2 separate regions of the Sus scrofa genome follow, and region 1 is linked to region 2. Evidence: chromatin contacts called from public Hi-C data. All regions are on one chromosome and are shown on one strand. Each heading gives the region's core, a stretch centred on a gene start, on an enhancer-like site or on the middle of the called end of the contact. The rest is flanking DNA. Distances are from core to core; before and after follow the strand shown. Region 1 holds the start of CDH1 (cadherin 1). Region 2 overlaps CDH1 (cadherin 1).

The links. A called contact is a pair of places that touch in the nucleus more often than the background predicts.
Region 1: a Hi-C map of liver shows a contact between it and region 2, with 2.3 times the contacts expected there. The contact joins the promoter of CDH1 here to the enhancer-like site in region 2. A contact is called at or near these places in 1 of 5 promoter capture datasets (liver), 6 of 47 Hi-C or Micro-C datasets (embryonic fibroblasts, liver and skeletal muscle) and 1 of 2 datasets of contacts at active chromatin or transcription factors (skeletal muscle).

Annotation. Positions count from the first base shown.
Region 1 is chr6:18,154,684-18,157,836 of Sscrofa11.1, reverse strand. It overlaps CDH1 (cadherin 1), which reads left to right and starts at 1,851. Exons shown (of 16, transcript NM_001163060.1): 1 at 1,851-2,003; 2 at 2,885-2,999. The coding sequence starts at 1,956.
Region 2 is chr6:18,111,513-18,114,866 of Sscrofa11.1, reverse strand. The region is part of intron 2 of CDH1 (cadherin 1); the gene reads left to right. Among named protein-coding and RNA genes, the nearest start is that of TANGO6, 42 kb to the right of the region's middle. Within about 2 kb of position 1,501, at least 5 of the 83 cell types and tissues checked have an H3K27ac peak or open chromatin away from gene starts, as enhancers often do. A contact at or near this core is called in liver, where this site is marked.

The sequences.
Region 1 (3,153 bases), core at 602-3,101, 43 kb before region 2:
GCAGAAATCCAAATGGCCTGGGCGTGTGCTCAGAAACCCATTAAAATGGAGGGGACAGTTTGCAGGGGCGGGGGCTGGACTAACCTGTCTTGGTTTGAGACAGTGCCTCTCCTCTGGGGGAGGGAGCCTCGGTGGGCTCAGATTCACCTTTAGCTCTGGGGGTGGAATATTCTAAGCATGGTTTTCCTTCCCCCTGAGCAAGGGGGAAGCAGGGGTTTCTTTCCAAGGAACAACCTCCACAGTAAACACTTGCTGAGCCATTGCTACTAGGTGCCAAGTACTGTACTTAGTTATTTTCTGGTATTAGCCCGTTAAGGATCCATTTATAATGGATGAAAACACTGACATGCCCAGTGCACACAGCTGGTGAGTGGCTGACTCCACATGTTGATATGCTTCAAGAGTGAAGGGAGGAATTCCTGTTGTGGCGCAGTGGAAATGAATCCAACTAGGAACCATGAGGTTGCTGATTCGATCCCTTGCTCAGCGGGTTAAGGATCCAGCATTGCTGTGAGCTGTGGTGTAGGTCGCAGACACGGCTCGGATCCTGCGTTGCTGTGGTGTGGGCTGGCAGCTGTAGCTCCGAGCTAGGGGTCAAATCGGAGCTGTAGCTGCCGGCCTGCACCATAGCCACAGCAACGCTGGATCCAAGCCTCGTCTTCAACCTACACCACAGGTTACAGCAATACCAAGGATACTTAACTCACTGAGTGAGGCCAGGGATTGAACCTGCATCCTCATGAATACTAGTTGGGTTTGTTAACTGCTGAGCCACAACAGGAACTCTACTAATGAGTTTTTTCCAGTCAACATTAAAGGACACACTAGAATCTGAGGGAGGTGGCCACCTCCCTAATGGCTTCAAATTCTTTAGGCCTCAGTTGCCTGTCTATCAAATGGGAATAATAACAGTTCATGTGCGTCTTGAGATGAGACTAAATGAGGTGGTTACTGAAATGCTTAGCACAGAGCCTGGCACAGTAACTTTTAATGCCCAGCACCTATTGTCACCTATTATTACCCCTCATATCTGTATAGAGCTTTTATGGTGCAGGAAACATTGGTCTTTTTTTTTTTAATATATATATATTAACATGGTTAGTTTTATTTTATTATTATTATTATTATTTGTCTTTTTGCCATTTCTTGGGCCGCTCCCACAGCATATGGAAGTTCCCAGGCTGGGGGTCTAATCGGAGCTGAAGCTGCTGGCCTACACCAGGGCCACAGCAACGCTGGATCCGAGCGGAGTCTGCAGCCTACACCACAGCTCACGGCAACGCCGGATCGTTGACCCACTGAGCAAGGGCAGGGATCGAACCCGAAACCTCATGGTTCCTAGTCGGATTCGTTAACCACTGCGCCACGACGGGAACTCCGGAAACACTGGTCTTATTAACTGCATGTCATCTTCATCACGACATAGGGAGAGGTTAGTACTATTCCCATTTGGAAGGTGGAGAAACTGAGCCTCTGAAAGGGGGATCCTATCCAGTGAATTGATTCGCAGATCCACGAACCGACGGAGACCTGCAGTTAAAAAGACAGTAGTTAAAGGGTAAAATACTTTCTCGCCCCAGATGTTAGTGAAGCTGTTATTTAAACCTGGTGGTAGCAGGTATCAGTGGCGCTCCTACCCCCTACCCTGAGTCTACTGTAAAGGGTCACCGGGTCGGCGCGAGGCAGGGGGGCGGGATCGGGGGCGGAGCTTGCGCCCACGCCCGAGGAGGAAGCCGAGGTCGCGCCGTGCCGCTCATTGGCTGCGGCTGGCAGGTGCACCTTCAGCCAATCAGTGGTTCCGGGGGCGGGACCTTCGCGGCTCACCTGGCTCCCGCGGCGCTGCCCAGCTCAGTGGCGTCCGGAGCCTCAAGGCACCTGTGAGTTCGCGGAAGTCCTGCCAGACTCTAGCCCGGCCTAGCCCGGCCGGACCCTACCCAGTCCCCGCCCGGCCCGCCATGGGCCCTCCGTGCCGCAGTCTCTCTGCTCTCCTGCTGCTGTTGCAGGTACGTTGGGTCCCCGACTTTAAAGGGAATGCCTCCCTGTACCACCATCCGCGCCCGGTCCCCTAACCCCTTCCTCTCTTTCGTCGTCCCTTCCTCGCTCCTGTCGTCCCCGCTCCCTCTTCTTCCAAAAAAGTTTGGGTTCAAAGGGCCTGAACCGCCTGGAAACTGCGCCGTGGTGGACTCCATGGAGAAGGAACTGGGAGCGGGTGCGGGTGAAGGGCGAGTGCCGCTTTGCTTACTCCCTCCGGCAAATACCCGAGGTGGGGGGGGGGGCACGCCCCGCTGCAGCTACTGGGGACTCCGTGGGGAAGGGGAAGGCCCGGAGTGGGGTGGGGGTTGGGGTACGGGATAGAGGAGCCCAGGTGAAGCGGCCTGGGAACGACCCCTGAGGTAAAGAAAGGGGAACCAGTGGAAATAAAGGCACCTGCCCTGTAAAGGAAGGGTAGTGAGTAGGTACGGGGGCGCCCCCTGGGACAGGAAAGTGGGGTCCAAAAGGGGTTGGAACGCCCCTCCGTCTGAGGAACTGGACTTAGGAGTGGAAGCGGTCTCGGTACAAGGACGGTAGAATTGGGAAGAATAAAGACGCCTCCCGGGAAATTAAAAAAGAGACTGGAAGGACAGGGGAAAGGGGTGCTAGGTCTGGAGGAGGTGACCCAGCAGCCCCCTTCCGGCGAATCCCCGGGAGCTTGGCGGCCGCAGGTGTCCGAATGAAAGACTTCGGTGTGACTGCCTGCCCCGGGGGCGGGAGTGGGAGGGGTGGTTCCCTCCCACAGCCTGGCGCCGGGAGCGAGGGAGGGGAGGCGCTGTTGGTTTCGGTGTGGGCAGGAGGGGACCCCCCACCCCACCCCGAGTCACCCGGTTCCTTCCTTCCCCCATCCCAGGTCTCATCGTGGCTCTGCCAAGAGCCGGAGCCCTGCAATCCTGGCTTTGGCGCCAAGAGCTACACGTTCACCGTGCCCCGGCGGCACTTGGAGAGAGGCCGAGTCCTGGGCCGAGGTGAGAGCGCGCTACGGGTGTCCCGGATCAGGGTGGGATGGGAGAGGGAAGGGTCTGAGAAATTGCCCTCCCAAGCCCCTGGGCAAGCCCTTTCTTTCTTCCCTGGCTCACAGGACACTCTATTGTAATTTCAGCCGATGCAGGGATCTAAACT
Region 2 (3,354 bases), core at 252-2,751:
ATTAAAACCCATTTAAAGTGTAGGAGTCAGTGACTTTTCAATATATTGAAAATTGTGCCATTGCAAACAATTTTAGACCATTTCATCATCCCTCACCCCTTAGCTGGCACCCCCAGGCTCTTCCCATCCCTAGCCCCGCAACCCAAGGTGACCACTGATCTGTTTTTGGGTCTATGGATTTGCCTATTCTGGACATTTCATATAAATTAAACCATAGAGTACATGGTCTTTCGTGACTGGCTTCTTAGCATATTTATCCATGGTGTAGCTTTTAGCAGTAATTCATTTCTTTTCATTGCTGAATAACATTCGCTTGGGTGGGTGTACTACAGTTTATTCCTTCATCAGTTGGTAGACATCTGGGTTGTTTCCACTTTGGACCTATTATGAGTAATGCTGCTATGTCATCTGTGTTTTGTTACTTTTCCCCTTGCATGTACACAAGGTACTGCTTTTGAAATTAAAAGACAAAAAACTAAGATTTAGGAGGAAAAAAAAAAAAATGAATATATGTTGCAGTGGCTGTGGCGTAGGCCGGCACCTGCAGCTCCGATTTGACGCCTGGCCTGGGAACCTCCATGTGCCTCGGGAGTGGCCCTAGAAAAGGCAAAAAGACAAAAAAAAAAAAAAAAGGATGTAATAAAACACCCTGTTTAGAGGTGCCTGAGGAATGTGAGGTGTGTGTGTTTTTCCCATCATGTTATCATCCAACAGCTCTGAGGAAATGAAAGGGAGATGACTGCGTCTGCTCATATCCTGCAGAGGAGGGAGACCCAGGAGATCAGGTGTGGACGGCAGAACAGTGCAGGGGTTAAGACTGTAGGTCTTGGGACCAGACAGACATGCTCTTGAATCCTAGCCCTGCCACTCATCGCTGTGTGACCTTGGGAGAGCCATTTAATATCTCTGAGCCTTTACTGATAAAAGAGAGTGATGCTTCCGTCTCTCTACGTGGTTGTAATAATGTAAACTTGTTACGCCTCTTGTATAGGATCATTTTCCACCCTCCCCTGGGTGCTCCAAGTGCCTGGGGAAGGTTTGAAATATACCTTGGCCTGGGCATTACCAGCCTTGGAGATCTAATTCAGTTAGCCTGGGGCATGGCGCCCAGGCCTGGTCTGTTTATTTTTATATTTTTAAAAGTGTCCCAGGAGAGTCTCAGGACACATTATACTAGACCCTGATGGAAATGAGGTTAGAGGTATTTTGGTCAAAGTACTTTATTTCACAAGTGGTCCACCAAGATCGGGAGAGTCCCTCCTGCTGCACAGGGACCTTGGACCCTGTCCCCCATCCCAGGTCTGTGCCCCTTCCTGTGAGGGGTTGGCAGGAGTTGGAGGTGAAGGTTTTTCCAAATTGTTTTGGAATTCGGAACGTGGGTCCCTCCCTACCCTGGGGGAGCCCAACAGAAAGGAAAAGTGGGCAGATTCTGTGGTGTGGGAAGGAGGCTTTTCTTTCTAATCAATAAGCAAACAGTTCCTGGAGTTGCCCAACCTGGCCACAGGAATGCTTGCTGGGTTTCAGCCAGTGGGAATGATCAATTATCGTGTCTCTTCTTCGGGCTGGCTGGATCCAGTGTTTGTGTGTTTAACACCCAGCCTGAAGCTGGGATAATAAAACCCCTCCAATTTAGTGTGCAAGTCAGAGGCTTCTTGTTCCTTTTGATGAAACCAAACCAGTTTCCCTCCCTGTGACGGCAAACAGGTCCCCGTCCACCTCTGCAGCAGGCCTCTGCCTTCCTCCCTCGCCTCCCTTTTTAGATGAATTGAGATGAGATTCCTTGGCAGCTCATGTCCACCTTGGAAGACTGAAGCCAGATCCTCCTCGGTCTTGGACTTGAGCAGAGAAGCGGCCCCAGGTTCTCCAGCTCAGCCACCAGAGTCCCATTGAGACAGAATTAAACCAGTTGAGATTCAGCAGGGTGCGGTTTTATCAGAGGGCTCAATTCTGAACTGCCTAAGAGAGGCCTGGAGTGGCAGAGGGTTTAAAAGTGAATTCTTGGAGTTCCCATTGTGGCTCAGTGGGTTAAGAACCTCACTAGTATTCATGAGGACATGGGTTTGATCCCTGGCCTCACTCAGTGGGTTAAGGATCCAGCGTTGCCTCAAGCTGCAGCGTAGGTCGCAGACAAGGCTTGGATCCTGTGTTGCTGTGGCTGTGGTGTAGCCTGGCAGCTGCAGCTCTGATTTGACCCCTAGCCCAGGAACTTCCGTATGATGCAGGTGTGGCCCTAAAAATAAAATAAAATAAATAAATAAATAAAAACTAAAGCGAGTTCTTCCTTCTTCTGGCCTTGCTCTCAAGGGGGCAAGGGAGTGGGGAGCCCTCTGGCCCTTCTAGACTGAAGGAACAGGTCCCATGTGGGACCCATATGCTGGTGTTACTCTCATTCCACTAGACTGTGAGCCCAGGAGGGCAGGGAGCACTACTTGCAGTGTTGACGCCTGGGTCTTCAGCACCAGAACGGGGCTCAGCAGAGGGTGTGCGGTGCCTGCACAGCCTTGGCGCGCCGTCCCCTGCTACACCGTGCTGCCAGAGGTGGCACCATCTCTGTAAATACCTCTTTTTAAGGCCTTCCCTAAACTTTTTATGGAATTGTCCCCTCCATCCCTGCTGCTTTTTTTTCTCTATTAACACTTTATCCTAACACTGAATAATTTATTTGGTTTTTTTGTTTGTTTGTTTTCTTTTGTTTTTCTTAGCTCTTTAGGGCCATACCCATGGCATATGGAGGTTCCCAGGCTAGGGGTCCAATAGGAGTCACAGCTGCCAGCCACAGCCAGAGCCACAGCCACAGCAATGCCAGATTCGAGCCGCATCTATGACCTCCACCACAGCTCGCGGCAACACTGGATCCTTAACCCCCTGAGCAAGGGCAGGGATCGAACCCACCACCTCATGGTTCCTAGTCGGATTTGGATTTGTTTCCGCTGTGCCATGATGGGAATTTCTGAATCATTTGTTTTTTAATCATCTCATCCCATTGGAATGTAAGCCCCACCTGGGCAGGAACCTTGTCCCATCACTGCTGTATTTCCCAGGCCTTAGAATAATGCTTGGCAACGAGTCAGGGATCTGTAAATATTTGTTGAAGAAAGAATCCTTGAAGGAAATGAGGATGTCGCCTTTCACAGAACAGCAGACTGACCCTTGGGGAGGTCGAGGTAACCTGCTGACAGTGACACTTTAAGAAAGAAGCCTAGGATTTGAACCTGTCTTGGTCTGACCCCAGTCACACAAATGTGAAACTATAAATGTGTTTGCACTGGCTTTTAACCGACTGTAGAAGTTCCATTTACGACATGTTTCACTAGGCTGCTTCTGCTTAACACCCATGGTGTTTGCTGTCTGAGG